Linked DNA regions of Ovis aries: region 2 is linked to region 1. The links are chromatin contacts, called in public Hi-C maps. All regions are on one chromosome and are shown on one strand. Each heading gives the region's core, a stretch centred on a gene start, on an enhancer-like site or on the middle of the called end of the contact. The rest is flanking DNA. Distances are from core to core; before and after follow the strand shown.

Region 1 (7,374 bases), core at 2,740-5,239:
CAGCCTATGGAAGACTTAATAGCCTTTTAATGCCCTTTTGGGTATGTTTTGTTCATAAATAAGAATGCATTATAAAAATAATAACTTGTTTAGCTATTCAGCATCTATAAGGAACTCAGATCCTGCCTGGAGAGGGGTTGAATATTTCCTTCCAAGCGAGGCTTTGCTTGGACAACAAAGATCAGCATTTGCAATAGTCCATTTCTGCATTAGTCAATATACAGCTTTGCTGCTAGATCGAATAGTCCAGGGTTCTCCGTGTAGAGCTCCTGACAACAACCCAGCAGCAGTTCTGTTTGATCTCTCCTGCTTCCTTAATTTGGGTTGTCAAGGTTCAGCAGTTGGAGGCTGTTTACTTTACTTTTTCAAAAAAAAGAACTGATTTTTTTTTTTTTCTCTCTCTCTCTCTCTCATACAATGACTAATCCAAAGTCTAAGGAGGGTGCGGGGAAAGTGGGGAGGGATGCAGCTAGTGACAAGATGTTAAACATTCCCCCCTCCTTGCAGTAAGATTTTAGCTAACACCTTTTAATGGTAACTGGTTGAGTTCCTTTTTATATTTTTAATACTCTTTAATTGTATGATGTTTCAAGCAGGAAAGTCAGAGACAGAAAAGACTCATTCCCAACCTCTGAAACTGTGAGCCCAATTTTAATTTCCTGGCCTCAAAGAGATGGGTATTTTTCACTTAATAGAATCAAAACTCTAGTGGAATTCTCAAAAGATTTGATACATTTGTCTCTGGAACGGAAAATACCAGGAACTTCTGTGTCTCTGTTATACAGGATAACCCTTGGCAGAAAATACCAGAACTCTTACCATTTCTCTTCAAATTCTAGTTAAGATATTTCCCTAAATTGATTCTCACTATGGAAAATACAAGGGGAAGGGACATGTAAGGTAAAAAATTGGAGATATTCTTCAATATATTTTCGGCAGGAGAAAAATCTCTTTACCATCCCTTAGGTTTTTTCAATTCAGCTATTGTGCAAGCCCTAAATCCTGAAGCCTACGACAACTAAAGGTAAAGTGTAGACAGTTTCAATGTATAGACTCCTTTCAAAGGGAATACAGAACGGCCCTCCAACATTCCAGTCTACAGAACAGTAACAAAAAGGGAAATCCAAACTTGGAAAATACCTGTGACCAGACATGAGAGCAACACCAGCCCCTCCTAAGTGGGCTGGAAAAGCTCAAATGCAACCAAATGAAATGTTTATATTAATTTCATTATTCTGTCCAAGCCTCGAAGGCTGCGGGCAGGGGGTGCACAGAGGAACAAATAAGTTTCATTTCGGGTTTTCTGGTTGAGCAAAAGAAAAGGAATTAAAACGAACGCGTAGGATGAGCCCAGACTAAATCAATACACTTTGTAATCAGCCCGGCAAGGGTATTTGGACACAATGACTTGGAAATAATTAATAGTTAAAGGGGGGGGGGGCGCGGGAGAAGGGTGAGAAGGGGAGCGAGGGATGTCATCATATTTTATCAGAGCACTTTATACTCCACGCTAAACTTTGATCTCTAGATTTTCGGATTTTGGAAAGAAAAGGGGGAAAAAGGAGAAAGTCCAATATTTCGAAGCACCTACCGGCTTGAGGACAGGCGCATTCCTGGCTCCGGCGCCAGATCGCTGCGCTCGCGCCGCCCATGCTGAGGCTTTGGGCACAGAAAACCCCCGGGCGCAACCCAAAGCTCTAAGGTGTCCCTAGACCCTGCGCACCCGCCCGCGGCCGTAGCCGCCTCGACTTACCCGCGGAGACCGGGGAGGGAGTGGGAGCGCCGCCTTCACGCCCGCGGAGGAGGCGCCGGCAGCACCATGGTCCCCGGCGCCGCTGCCGCTGCCCCTGGCCCGCTTGCTCGCCACACGCTCTCTTCCTCTTGCAAACTTTCGGGTTCTGCGGTTGACAAGAAACCGGGGTGACCGTCAGCAAGTCTTCTCGGTGCAGGTTGGGGGAAATGGAGTGGGGCGGGAAAGATGAGTGAGCTGGGGGGCCAAGGCTGAGAGGGCGTCGGGCCCAAAGGACCCACAAGCGCGCGTGGAGGGAAGAGAGAATGTGGCTCAGGGATTCCCTGCAAGGATCCCGAGACAGGGAATCGGACGGAGCCAAAGTCTCAGCACCTTACCCGGGATCTTACAAAGTTGCAACAACAAAAAAGGAGGGGGGAGGAAAGGGGGAGGGGTGGGATCGGGATAAGATCGCAGTCGCAAGGTTTGGAGTTACAACTGTTTATTTAGTCCTTATTCTAACAGGGGGCGGGAGCTGCGCGGCAATGGGGGGCGATTGCGGGGGGGGGGGGTGTTGCAGGCAGAGATTTCTTAGCAAACACTTGTGGGGGGGGGGGGGGCATGAGACTTTGTTTCTGGGCGCGAAGCTCCCTTGCGCCCGCGTGTGTCACCGCCAGTCTCCAGGGACCAAGGTGGAGCTCACAACAGGTGGGGAGGGGGACTAGCCTAGGGCCAAAAAGGAGAAGGAATCAAAGTTTCCGAGCGCAGCAGCGTCTGGGAAGGAGGGGGGGCAGAAGGCGGGGGCGAGGGGAGGCGGAGGCAGTGAATGACCGCGACCCTGCAGCAACTGGCAAACCCCTCGGCTCCCGGCGCCGCCACCTCGGTCCCCACCCGAGGCGCACGGCCGCCCGGCTCGCGGGCTGGCTCAGCTGAATCCTCTCTGCGGGGCACGAATGGAGCGCCGGGAGCTCGGGAAGAAGGCGGCGCGCAGACGAGGAACAGAGAGCCATCGGCTGCCGGGACAGCGCCAAAGGGACGCGGCGACTCGCGCACGTCTCAGGACATATCGAGGCTTGGGAAATCCCCTCCACCCCCGTTCTTAAGAGGGGAGTACACCCAGAAAGTGCATGTGATGGCGTGGAGAGGAATCCGCGCGCGGCGACGACCCGCAGCGCGCCCTGCTCCCACTCTCACTCGCGGAGCTGGCCACGGCAGTCGCGGATCCCTGGCAGGGAGGCTGAGTTCGCTGGGCCGAGCGCGTGAGGGGTACGTGTCTAGCTGAGGGTGTGCGGGTATGTGTTTTGAGTTTTCTGGGCTCTGGGGTGCGACAGAGGAGTGTCCCCGCCATCGAGGTCGGGACGCGGCGTGCGTAGCACTAGAGACGTCCCCAGCCGCGGGGCCTAGGGCGCGGACATCCCCAGTCATTCTGCTGAGGCCCACGGAGCAGCCCCTGGGCACAGAGGGGACAAACACTAGCAGTTGAGCGAAGGGAAAAAGTTTGCTCTAAGTGCAAACTTTGGGCTCGAGAAGCACCCAGCAGCGCGCCCCCCTCCCGCCGTGGACCTGACCCCGGGCCCTGCGCCCTCCCGGCAGCTACTCGGAAGGCACCCCAACAACGGACACTGAAAGTTACACCAGGCCGCCTGGGCTTATCGATTTCTCTCCCCACGGCGAGTGCAGAACAACGCGTGAAGGGGCCAAGGGGAAGGCGAGATTGCCTCCTCGCCGCTGCCTTCGCCGCCCCACCCCCCATTTGACTTATGGAAATGCACCCAAGAGAGCAGTGCCCCTGGAAACCCCTCCACCCCCAGGCGACTCGCAGCCCCCACCCACCCCAGAGCCTGGCCCTGACCCTGGGAAGAGAGAGGCTGCCTCTGGGGAGGGCTGGGGGAGATGCACGTGGAGCCGTGGAGCCGGGAGATGGAAAGTAGATATTTTTCTTTTCTTTCTTTCTTTCTTTTTTTTTTTTTTTTGGTTGTTGTTTTTGTTGTTTAAAGTGGTCGGAAACAAGGCAGGAGGCGGCTTGGGAAAAAGTGGAGCAGAAATGGAAAAATACAAACTCACCCGCTGCAAATGGTCTCTCGGTGCAAACTAAGGTGTTTTCGGGCCTTTCCCCGAGCGCGCCCACTCCCGCCCGCGCGCGCACCCCCGCAAACACACTCACTTGGTCACACACGCGCGCGCGCGCGCACATATACACACACACACACACACAGACACACACATACACACGCACTCCCGGGCGAGGGCCGGGCCGCGCGAGTACAGCATGAAACCGCCACACAATAAATAACAATAGATTCCTCCGCTCCGGACTAGCTTCCCGGAGCCCAGCTAGCGCCAGTGGTGGCGGCGGCCGCAGAGGCGCGGACGGCGTCGGGCCGGGGCTTTCCCCAGCCTGCTCCCACCCCTGACATCCAGCCTGGGCCCCTTCTCCACCTCACGCGCCCACAAACCACCCCCGGGCCTGAGCCTGCTCACCCTCCTTCCCCAAGCCACTTAGGTGCTGGTGCCCGCCCCCACCCCCGGAACAAATAAATAAATAAGGCGCGCGCGAGGCCAACACGTCGCGGAGGGAGATGTTGTTATTTTTTGCTGTTGTGCGTCCCTGACGTCACATCCACCTGCTGGGTAAACAACAAGGCTTGCAGCAAAAAAAAAAAAAAAAAAATCGCAGTTGCCAAAGCAGGGCTGGGGGAGGTGGGAATTGGGGGCAAGGGGAACAGAGAGGTAGGAGTGAGGGGCGTCCAGGCTGGATGGGAGAGAGGGAGGCAGAGCCTGCAGACCCGAGAGAGAGGAGGGCCACGCCAGAGCAGTCCCTGGCAAAAGAGGAATCAGGCAAGAAAGACCTGGAAAACAAGGGGCATGGGGGAGGGGGATTCCTCAGAAGAGGGGAAAGGGGGGCCCATTCAGACCCTGGGGAAAAAAGCGAGAGGGAGAGTGTTAGCAACTAGGGACGAAGATCGTAAGGCGACGGCTATTTGCTTGGTTTCTGAGCTAAAAATACAGAAGGAAGAGGAGAGGATAGACAGGGATGTGAGTTTCCTCCAGTTAAAAGTGAAAGTGTTTTGCCATCAGTGACAGTTGAAGGAGGGGGAGGGGGTGGTGTTTTCAACCCCCTTTCTCCTTCTCTCCCGTCCTCCCTCGGTCTCTCCTCTTTCTTTCTGTACTTTGTCCAATGAAAGAAGGCGAGTTCGGAAGGTGAAAGTTCAGCAGGAGGACAAACCCCTGTTTGCAAGAAAGAGAAACCAGCCAGCGAGGGGTTTTTCCCCCTGTATTTCTGAAGCAGGAGAGTGTAATGTGGGACGCTTCCCCGTCCTTCCTTCTCAGAGTCACTGCAGGAATGTGTAGTTAGATCCACTTCAGGGGAAAGTGGCTGCGTTGGGAGCTCTGTTCTTGCCACGGTTTCTCTTAGGAAAACGCCCAGGGGGCTAGAATGTCAATCAGTTGTTTAACACAAATTACCTTCTCTCCCAGAGATCAGTCACATGTAAAAAGCTTTGTCCAATTCTTTGAAAAGGTGAGACTTTTTTTCTTTTTGTTGCTTTGAAGTTTGGTGGAATTTAGAAATTTGAAGGAGTAAATTAGGAGCCTGGATTAAATATTTTGAAATATACATGTACAAAACAAAAGACACAAGCATTTCTTTCACTATCATCAATACAAATAGAGAAGGAAGATGACTTTCTGTTTCCACACTGTGACTTGGAAAGATACATGGCTCTATGGTTTGTTATTGTTTTTAACAGAAATAATTTTTTCAGACTCTTAACCTCAGATGCCGCTAACATACCAGCATTTCCAGCTACCGGCTGGGTGGTATAGCAGGGTAACTCTTTATGAGAATATATTGGCAGCCAGTCCTGTGGATTCCTACAAAGTACTTGGGAGGTGAGGAGACAATGGGGGAAGGGGGGAAGACCTGGTGGGGAGGGTAAGTATTATCTCTCTGGTCTTTAGCCTGGCTGGGGCAGTTGTAGATAACCAATATTCTGAAAAAGAGTTATTATCAATTTTTTGGATACTGTCTGTATACAAATATTTTAAAACATTCATTTACTGAAGAATTCTAAATCTCAATTTCAACAATAGCATAAGACTACCATTTTAAAATTGTATCTGTTTTGCAAGTAAAAAAAAAAAATCATTCACTCATGCTACAGAATAAAGCCAGAGACAGGGAGACCATGCTAAGGTAATTACAACACAGTAGAATTCTTGTTGAATGCATGCTGTGTAAGACGCTAGGCTATCCAGGCAAAACCATCCATCAGATCTTTAGACTAGAATCGAGATAAAGAAAATGTGTTTCAGTTCCTGCAGCACTTCCTAGCTTCCTAGAGGCTAGAGTTGTGTTCTTTGATTCAAGAAATTAAGACATGACACACCTACTATGTTCTAGACCATATAGTAGGCACTGAGGGATGCAAAAATACATAAAATTTCTGCCCTTGAGGAGCTCACAGTCTACATCTGTCAGTGATAACATCTAATATTTATTGAATCCTTACCATGTACTAGACAATTATATAAAAGCTTTGTCTTCTCAGTTAACACTATGAACAACCCTTTACCACCCATTACCATCACTGGAAATTCCATATGCTGAATTTACATGGAAGTAAATGGAAATCTACAAAGTAGCCAGTCTATGGAGGGTTGTTGGCTGGGGATGTGATGATGTTTTTCATTTCTACAGTGTTTATGCCCGATATAACATGTTATGGTATATGTTGGGTTGCAAAATTATAACTCAGGGGAATAGCAATTTATTTCAATATGACAAATTTATTCATCATCTCTAAAGAACAATTCATGCTCTGATCTTGTTTTCAGATCAAATAGTGAGTTTTGTGTGTGTGTGTTTTTTTTAAATTATTAGCATTGCCATACTAAAGGAGATCTTTAGGTTACCACTGATCTTATTCTGCATTTTAACTTTCTTACATTCACCTGAAAGTGGGGGCCAAAATCAGACTGGCAACAAGTTTTGCAGACAAAAGGAAATCCTGGCTGTAAATCCCATGATATATTGTACCCAATTTTGTAATAATACTGTCTAATGTGCTGCCGTATTAAAGACTTCCATGCCCATTTGGCTTACATTAGAGGGAAACTTAACTGCAGTTTAACATATAGTTCATTTTCAACACTGTCACGTTACATTCATAAGGAGCACATTTTAATTTCTTTATCAGTAATCAACTAGAAGTTTCTTTTTGTTAAATTAAAGCAAGAAGGGTTTTTAAATAAAGGGCATGGGGGTAGGACGCCACCTTTTGGTGGTAAAACAAATAGAAATTCCTTTTTAAAACATGTTCCTGACATAATTTCATTTTTAATTATACTAAGGCAAAGGTGCTTGTTCCCATTTTGTTATAGTTTAAGTAATAGGAAAAAATTGTAAATTCCAAATCAGCAAACTATAGTTAATTGTGGCCAAAATTTCCCCAACGGTCTCAGAACATTTGAGTGCCTTGCCACATACTGTTAATTATATGTAACACCAACTTTGTTCTGCAAATACTGTGTCAATGAATATATGCACATTTTTAGGGAACAGAAACTTGTGTGGACATCAACCAGTTAATGGGATACCTGAATCTTTTTAAGTTTAGAAAATAACTAATACTGTACTCACTGAA
Region 2 (7,083 bases), core at 1,157-3,656, 510 kb before region 1:
AGGAAAAAAAATAGTCACCAATATGCTAAACTTTGTTGGCTCAACTGGCCCGGTTTCAGTGCCAGGTTAATTTAGTCACTTTCGGCAGCTCTAGAAATCACCTAATTTACCTTTGTTCAATTTAGAGGAAAACTTTTGGCCTATACTTACAAAACAAACAAGACTCTAACGTTTTTGTTTTTCTCAAAATATTCGAGGCAAAAAGTGGTTGTGACATCAATGATTATGTTTTCCCTCAATTAAAAAAAAAAAAAAAAGGGCCACAAATCCTAACCCAGTAATTTCAGTTTTACTTGAAAGTATTTTTCCATTTGAGGTGTTAAACTATACACCAGAAAGCATATTGATAATATTTCCAATCAAGCAAATATCTGAATTTCAATCAGGTCAGCTGGGAAGCAAGCAATTCCCCCATTAATCTGGCAGCAAAAGAGACAAAAGCGCCAGTTGACTGTCAACTTATGATCAGATGTTAAATGGGTGCAGCACAGTCCGTGCTCCACCCTAAAGTGTTTTTGTGTTAGATAACAAATTTATTAATGGGATTTTTCAGGTCACAAAAATGTGACCCCACCCTGTCATGAATATTCAATAGAGAACCAAGGGCATTCTTTTTTGGGGAGAGGGGCCTTAAATCTGCCAGTGTACCATGAATCAGTAGAGTTCTGACTCTTAAAAGAGACAAGAGACAAGGCCCTCCTCCTTCGGTAGGGGCTGGCAGGGCCCCAAAGACAGGAAATAAAAATATAGGAAGTTCTCTCCAACCAAGGCACAGTGAGAGAGGAGAAATACTCATTTCAAAATCCACATGTCATTTTTTTCAATGGTATTAAAATTCCTTACAGATTTAATGTCTGTGAACAACATCAGGGTCCCCTTTAAAGAGGCAATGCTTTTTTTTTTAAGACATTCTTTAAGAGACATACGTAAAACTCAAGGATGCTTTTACAAGTTGGACTACCTTCTTGGCAGGTTAGTGTTTAAAAGCTGATTGTCTCCAGGAACATCCAAACAACAAACAAACAAACAACAAATATTACAGACGCTTGTGACCCAGCTGTGGAGACGAGCCTTGCACAAAATAATTAGAGAGTGATGCAACGTGGTGGTTACACAAGTACTAAATTGCATGATGGTGGCATTAAGCACCCTGAGACCGCAGAGCAGGGGGAGATGAGTGGAGCAGGAGAGGTTCGGAGGCCCCATGGGGAGCTGGTGTTTAGGGGACTGATGTCTGGGGCAAGGCGGGAGGTAACAGCATAAAGAGGGAAGTGGCCTAGCATATGCAGAGGCCACCTGGGGCCCTTCCCACCCTCTCTCCAAACATGACAGGGTGACTCAGAGACTACTTCTAGGCAAGGAAATGTACCATCAGAGATAAACCTGGATAAGCTTTATATGCCCAGGTCACTTCGTTAATTCTGGGCTCTCAAGATCCATTTCCATCTGGTCCTGTCTAGCTGCCCCATGCCTGAGATTCTGTGAGAACCAGAGCTTTCCATGGCTGGAAAACAACAGAATGTTAAAAGCTACAGTGACTTAGGAGACTGACTTAATGCCATTCATTTATTTTATGACTGCCAGGTCATTCTGGAAAGGCTGGATCAGAAAGGCAAAAAAAAAAAAAAGAAAAGAAAATAATTAAAAATAAAAACAGTAGCATTTGCATGTTCAATTGGGGGACTTTTAGAAGAGTCTGGATTGAGGGGCGGGCTTTAGAATGGGTTACTCCGACACAGGGGCTCACTGAGTTGTCACAACTTGAACAGAAATTGCAATCTCCATTTAAGGAGGAAGCTGCAGTTGAGGAAGGCAAAGTGATTTTTTATTTTTATTTTTTAAAGAATCAAATATACCTAGCTCCACGGACCACAAGGGGAACAGGACACTGAACAGTCCCAGAAAAAGAGAGGCGGTGATATTATAAAGTGAACACCTGAGAGGGGCGGGGGAAGAGTTAATGTTTAAGGAAGAGTGAAGGAAATGCTAAATGCTGCACTTAAAAATATTTTTGATGCCCACATCCTAACACCCACAACAGATACAGCCCTTGTTCAGACACCACATATTAAGAAACCTGTCAGTTGCTAAATGAGTCCATTGTGCAGCTGGCTGTGTACTTAAGGACAGATTACTGTGATCCCACACCAAACTCTAACCACCAAATAACACACCTGGGACTCAAATCATGTATTATATTTGGTTCTGTGAGCCTTGGCCCTGAACACAGAAGAAGTGAAAGGTTTTACTGCCCATTCAGAGCTGAGAATGGAGAGCAGAGGTATTGAAGGAAGGGTCGGAAGCAGCGTCTCGTCAGGACGTCACTCCCAGGTTCTGATGGACGGCATAGCGGTGGAGGAAACAGCAGCCACACTGCCAGGCCCACATGGTCCTAAGCACCAACTGAGGCCCTGCTTTGCCAGAAACTGCTTGGCAATAATCAGAAGAAGGGCATGTCACTGGACACTGGCTCACATATTTCTAGCAACCCTGAGAGCAACACGCCTCCTCAGATCAAGTCAGTTATCTCTACCAGGAAGGAATTATCGCCAGATAGTCCCTGCAAGAGGGAATAAAATAAAAACTGATAAATAATTTGATGGGTTGGAAAAATTATTGGCCACACCACCCAGCTAGGGATCCCCAGCCAGGGATCAAACCCATACCTTCTGTGGGAGAAGCGAGAAGTCCTATCCACTGGACAGCCAGGGAATTCTGAGGGGCCAACTTCTTAATTCCCCATCTTCGTCCAGACAACCCTTGCTTGAACACTTATTTCCTTTTTCTTTTCCAGTTACTTTCATGGAGCACCCAGAACACATTCAGAGATGACAGAACTTAAAGAGACTGAACCGACTGATTCTGTTGCTCTAGGAGAAAATGCAGAAACAACAGGAACACAAAATCGTATGCCCTCGCTCCAGGATGGGCTTCCTGACCTGCCCAGGGAAGAGAAGTCTCTCCAGAGAAGCCTGGGTTTAGTATTTCTCATGTCTCCAAAGACCACCAACTGTCAGCCAATTAGAGAAACTAAATTGCAACAGCCATGCCTGATTCCTGAGATTTGGGCATTTGTCTCCAAGGACCTGCCATTCCTTCTTGATTTAAGTGGTGCTTTTACTTAAAAATATAAATTAATACATCATCCATCTCCAGGGAGCAAAGGTGGTTAGCTCCATATTGATATTGTTTATGTCATTGTTATGTCTGTATGGATAGTGAAAGCAATTATGTTTTCTTCTGCTCTCCTTTGGCCAAGGGAAAAGACGGTGAGTTCTCACTCTTGCATAGGAGTTTAAATTTCTCTCCCTGACATCCTCTAAACTGCCATGAGCATCTCCATTTAATGCAACATTTTATTATGCAATTGTTCCTAGTTTAATTTCCTAGATACACCCCCTGACACGTCAACATTCAGGTAACTTAAGAATATGATGAGCACATAAGGTACAGAAAACATTTACCACCCTCTCCAAAAAAAAAAATCCCTCACTTGAAATGTAAAGATATTCATAGATTGTCACTGGTAAGCAAAATCATGTCTGGAAAAAAAAATGGCCAACATCTACTGCAAACTCTGCATCTGATTGACAGCAACAAATCAATCTCTTTCATTTGTGCTCAAACTATAATATAATCTCTTGTTTTAATATAATGTACAGTGTATCTGGACAGCTTCCCTGGTGGCTCAGTGGTAAAGAATCCATCTGCCAAAGCAGGAGACACCGGTTCAGTCCTTGGGTTGGGAAGATCCCCTGGAGGAGGAAAGGGCAACCACTCCAGTAGTCTTGCCTGGAAAATGTCATGGACAGAGGAGCCTGGTGGGCTATGGTCCATGGGGTCATGGAAGAGTTGGATGCAACTTAGCAACTAAACAACAACAAAAAAACAATGTATTACTGGACTGCTTCTACCATAAGATTAGAACTGATTACACCAAGTTGCTCAAAAGTTTCAAAAAGGGACATGTTTCAGGGCAGGAGGGCATTTCCCAAAGAGCTTCATCCTTCAGGCATCAGGAAGGAAGAATCACTGTCGCCATCAAGCAGGAATCCTTATGTCCCCTCCCAAGAGTGACAGGGTTGATGACACCCACATGCAAACTCTCGATTTTAGGCATAAGCAGGACTGGGTCACTGAAGGGGAAAAGAAGACATGGGTCTCGGGCGATGACGTGATATTTGAGTATTTTTTTATACGTTTCATTATGTAGAAATTGCTGAGTATCACTTCAAGGCACTGGCCACCTCTAGGCAGGAAAGTCAGTTTTTCCGGAGACCAGAGGTGTACAGCAGGCCTGCAGAGAGGCAGAGGGAGCATGTTCCATCCTGCCCTCCGAACAATGCTTGCAGGTCTCCCTCCCAGGTCACGCCACCCTCCTGTGACCCTAGGCTGGCACACCCTCCTGTCCAAACCTTCTTTACGTCTGCCCTCTGCTGGTAAGCTTGCCAGGACCAGGATATTTTTGACTACCTCAACTTATTTCAAAGACAATTTTTAAAAACTGGAGAGAGAAAGGCCATGCAATGAACTATTAACTGGAATATATAAATTAAGATACTTAAAAAAATGGGGAGGAGGGGGTGCCCTGGGTGAAATATGGCACTTCCAGTGTAAAAATGCACATCCGTCTACTCTATTGCCGGCTGGCTTGGAGCACAGGAGTGCCAAACTCTATATTTTAGCTCGCCTAAGAGAACAACCTGTATTACTGCCAGGCATCTTGCCTTCTCTTTTGCTCCCTCTCCGGGGAGAGGTATGTCAGTGCATTTTCAATAAAACACCTTCTTAGCAGTAAAGGGCCACTGTTCCCATTTCAGTGGTCCCTAAGGTTTCATGATACAGTATATTTAGCTGGCTCACGGCTCAACTTTTCCTCTGGCATTCGTAAGACTCATATAAAAGGAAGCGGGGGATAGGGGTGGGTGGGTAGAGAAGAACCTTCGTGTCTATCCTTTGTTTAAGTAAGACAACAGTTAACTCTGAGATTGATGAGCTGGCACGAGTCCCACCCCCCCAACAACAGGATGTGCTCCCAGGCCCGATCCCCAAGACAGGTGCCCTGGTGTGCGGGCCAGGCAGGCAGGGAGGAGGGCTCTGGGCATCGGGAGAATTTCTGTGGCAGCGAGCAAGGCTTGAACGAGGCACCCCCTGTCAGTATCAACGGGAAGCACGAGGCCTTATAAATCCCTGCATCCCATTTCAAAAATACATCTCCAAGATGGGCAGATGCAGCTTAGCAGTTGCAACCTCGGAAGCATTCAGGAAGTAGCGCTCTTGACGGCGCTTTAGATGCTGAGTAAATGCTCTTAAAAAGAACACCCAATCCAGCCGATGATAAATCTTACACCGGGGAAGCCCGTGCAGGGCTGTGGAATCCCCTCCAAAGATAATTACCTTCCACACTGTGTGGCATAGAAACGGCTACACAGAAAATCTTTTCTATGGCTTTTCTTTCCTTAATAGTCACTGATTACACACACACAACTCTACCTTTAATAGAAACCATATAAAAATTCAAAGATTTGCCTTCTCTCCTAGAGGAAAGTGATGAGGCCAGTTCTTGGCAGGGGCAGGGATGGAAGAGGGAGATTGGGAAGAGAGGAGATGTGTAAGGGTCCAGGGGCAGAGGCTGAGGCAGGACATTAAGGTCCAAGCCCTTTAGCATCCACTTCCCACTCTTTGAAGGTTCAGGGAGTTCCCCAAACAATTTCAAACTGGGACTCTCCCATTGGCCCCTAAAAGGTAAGCAAATCTCTTCTAGTCCAGAGCAGCCTCAAGTGGTCTATTTAAGCCTGAGATGATGCAGGAATATTAGACAGGACGCTGGGGTCTACTAAAGACTTTGCATGAGCTCACATGCAATCGTGGGCACATCACCTCACCTCTATGAGACTTCATATTTCACCTAAACAAAAAGGAAGATGGCTAAGATACTCTCCATGTTTTCTTTAGTAATAATGACAACAATGATTGCAACTAACTACTCATTACGTGTCCGGTACACATTTTGCCCTAGCAGAAGACTAATTTCTGGGTGCCTTTTAGCTTACAATTAATGTCATAAATAAAACTACCAAGAGTATAGTTTAAAAATATAAACAGGATCTGAGAGCTCTGGAATCTTGGACACTGTCGTGTCAACAGAAAAACAGGGAACAAAGGGAGGGAAAAGATGTTTTTTTGGAAAACAACTCAAAAGCTCTTCTTCTGATCCTCTCTAGGTCACAAACCCTATGAAACACCAACAACTCGTGGTCCACTGAGTAAGTCACTAACAAGCTTTAGGACTTGCTGAATTAAGTTGGGGCCTTACAGGATGGGCTAAAACCGCCTGACTTTCACACATGTTTATCTCGTCTGTCCTTGTGACTTTTTTCCTCTTCTTTAACCATCAAAGCTGTCTCTTTGCATTACGCCTGCTCCCTCTAAAACTATTTTCTCTGAATTTCTGGTCCAACCTCACAAGCCATTCACCTGATTCTCTTTGCTTTGTATCAGAAAGGAGACAGGAAAGCATTATGTGCCAGGTAACTACTGGTGAGGGCTGGCATTTCCGTCTCAAGTTGAAGCCACAGATAAAGTTTGGGCTGGATGAAGAAAGAAATTTGCAAGGAAGCATAGCATCCCAGAGATGTTAGATTCTTTCTGAGATCTAGTGAGTCTCATCTTAAGAAAATGCATACAGAAGCGCATACAGTCCAGCCAGCAGGCCTATTATTTACTTTTTAGTGTTTTAAATGGCATTTCATTCCTCGTGAGGAAAAGCAATAGAGAAGCAGGAAGCTTTCAGGTCATACAGAACTTTGTTCTCTTCAGACAAATAAGGTATTGTGTGTTTGAACAATAGGAGGAATGTCTAATTGATCTTAATTAAATTCAGTGATGTCCAATTTTTGAGATGGGTCAAGACACATCTATGTAATGTCACAACCCAACAGGCCAGACCTCTGGAATCAGGGAGCTCGTGGTGCACTGTTTTCTGACGCTCTTTCTTATCCATTCTCCATCCCATTGCCCTGCCAACCTGTTCTGCCCTCCAGCTTTCTTCTCTGCCTCATGCAACTCCTGCCTGCTTCCCGG

Evidence for each region. A called contact is a pair of places that touch in the nucleus more often than the background predicts.
Region 2: a Hi-C map of muscle shows a contact between it and region 1, with 2.4 times the contacts expected there. The contact joins the enhancer-like site here to the promoter of FOXP1 in region 1. A contact is called at or near these places in 5 of 16 Hi-C or Micro-C datasets (muscle, omental adipose tissue, skin fibroblasts and 1 more).

What each region holds. Positions count from the first base shown.
Region 1 is chr19:30,119,898-30,127,271 of ARS-UI_Ramb_v3.0, reverse strand. It overlaps FOXP1 (forkhead box P1), which reads right to left and starts at 3,989. Exons shown (of 21, transcript XM_060402218.1): 1 at 3,794-3,989; 2 at 1,754-1,898. LOC121817230 (a long non-coding RNA gene) reads left to right here and starts at 2,549. Exons shown (of 2, transcript XR_006057040.2): 1 at 2,549-2,995; 2 at 3,727-7,374.
Region 2 is chr19:30,632,139-30,639,221 of ARS-UI_Ramb_v3.0, reverse strand. The region is part of intron 7 of FOXP1 (forkhead box P1); the gene reads right to left. Among named protein-coding and RNA genes, the nearest start is that of FOXP1, 510 kb to the right of the region's middle. Within about 2 kb of position 2,406, at least 1 of the 54 cell types and tissues checked has an H3K27ac peak or open chromatin away from gene starts, as enhancers often do. A contact at or near this core is called in muscle, where this site is marked.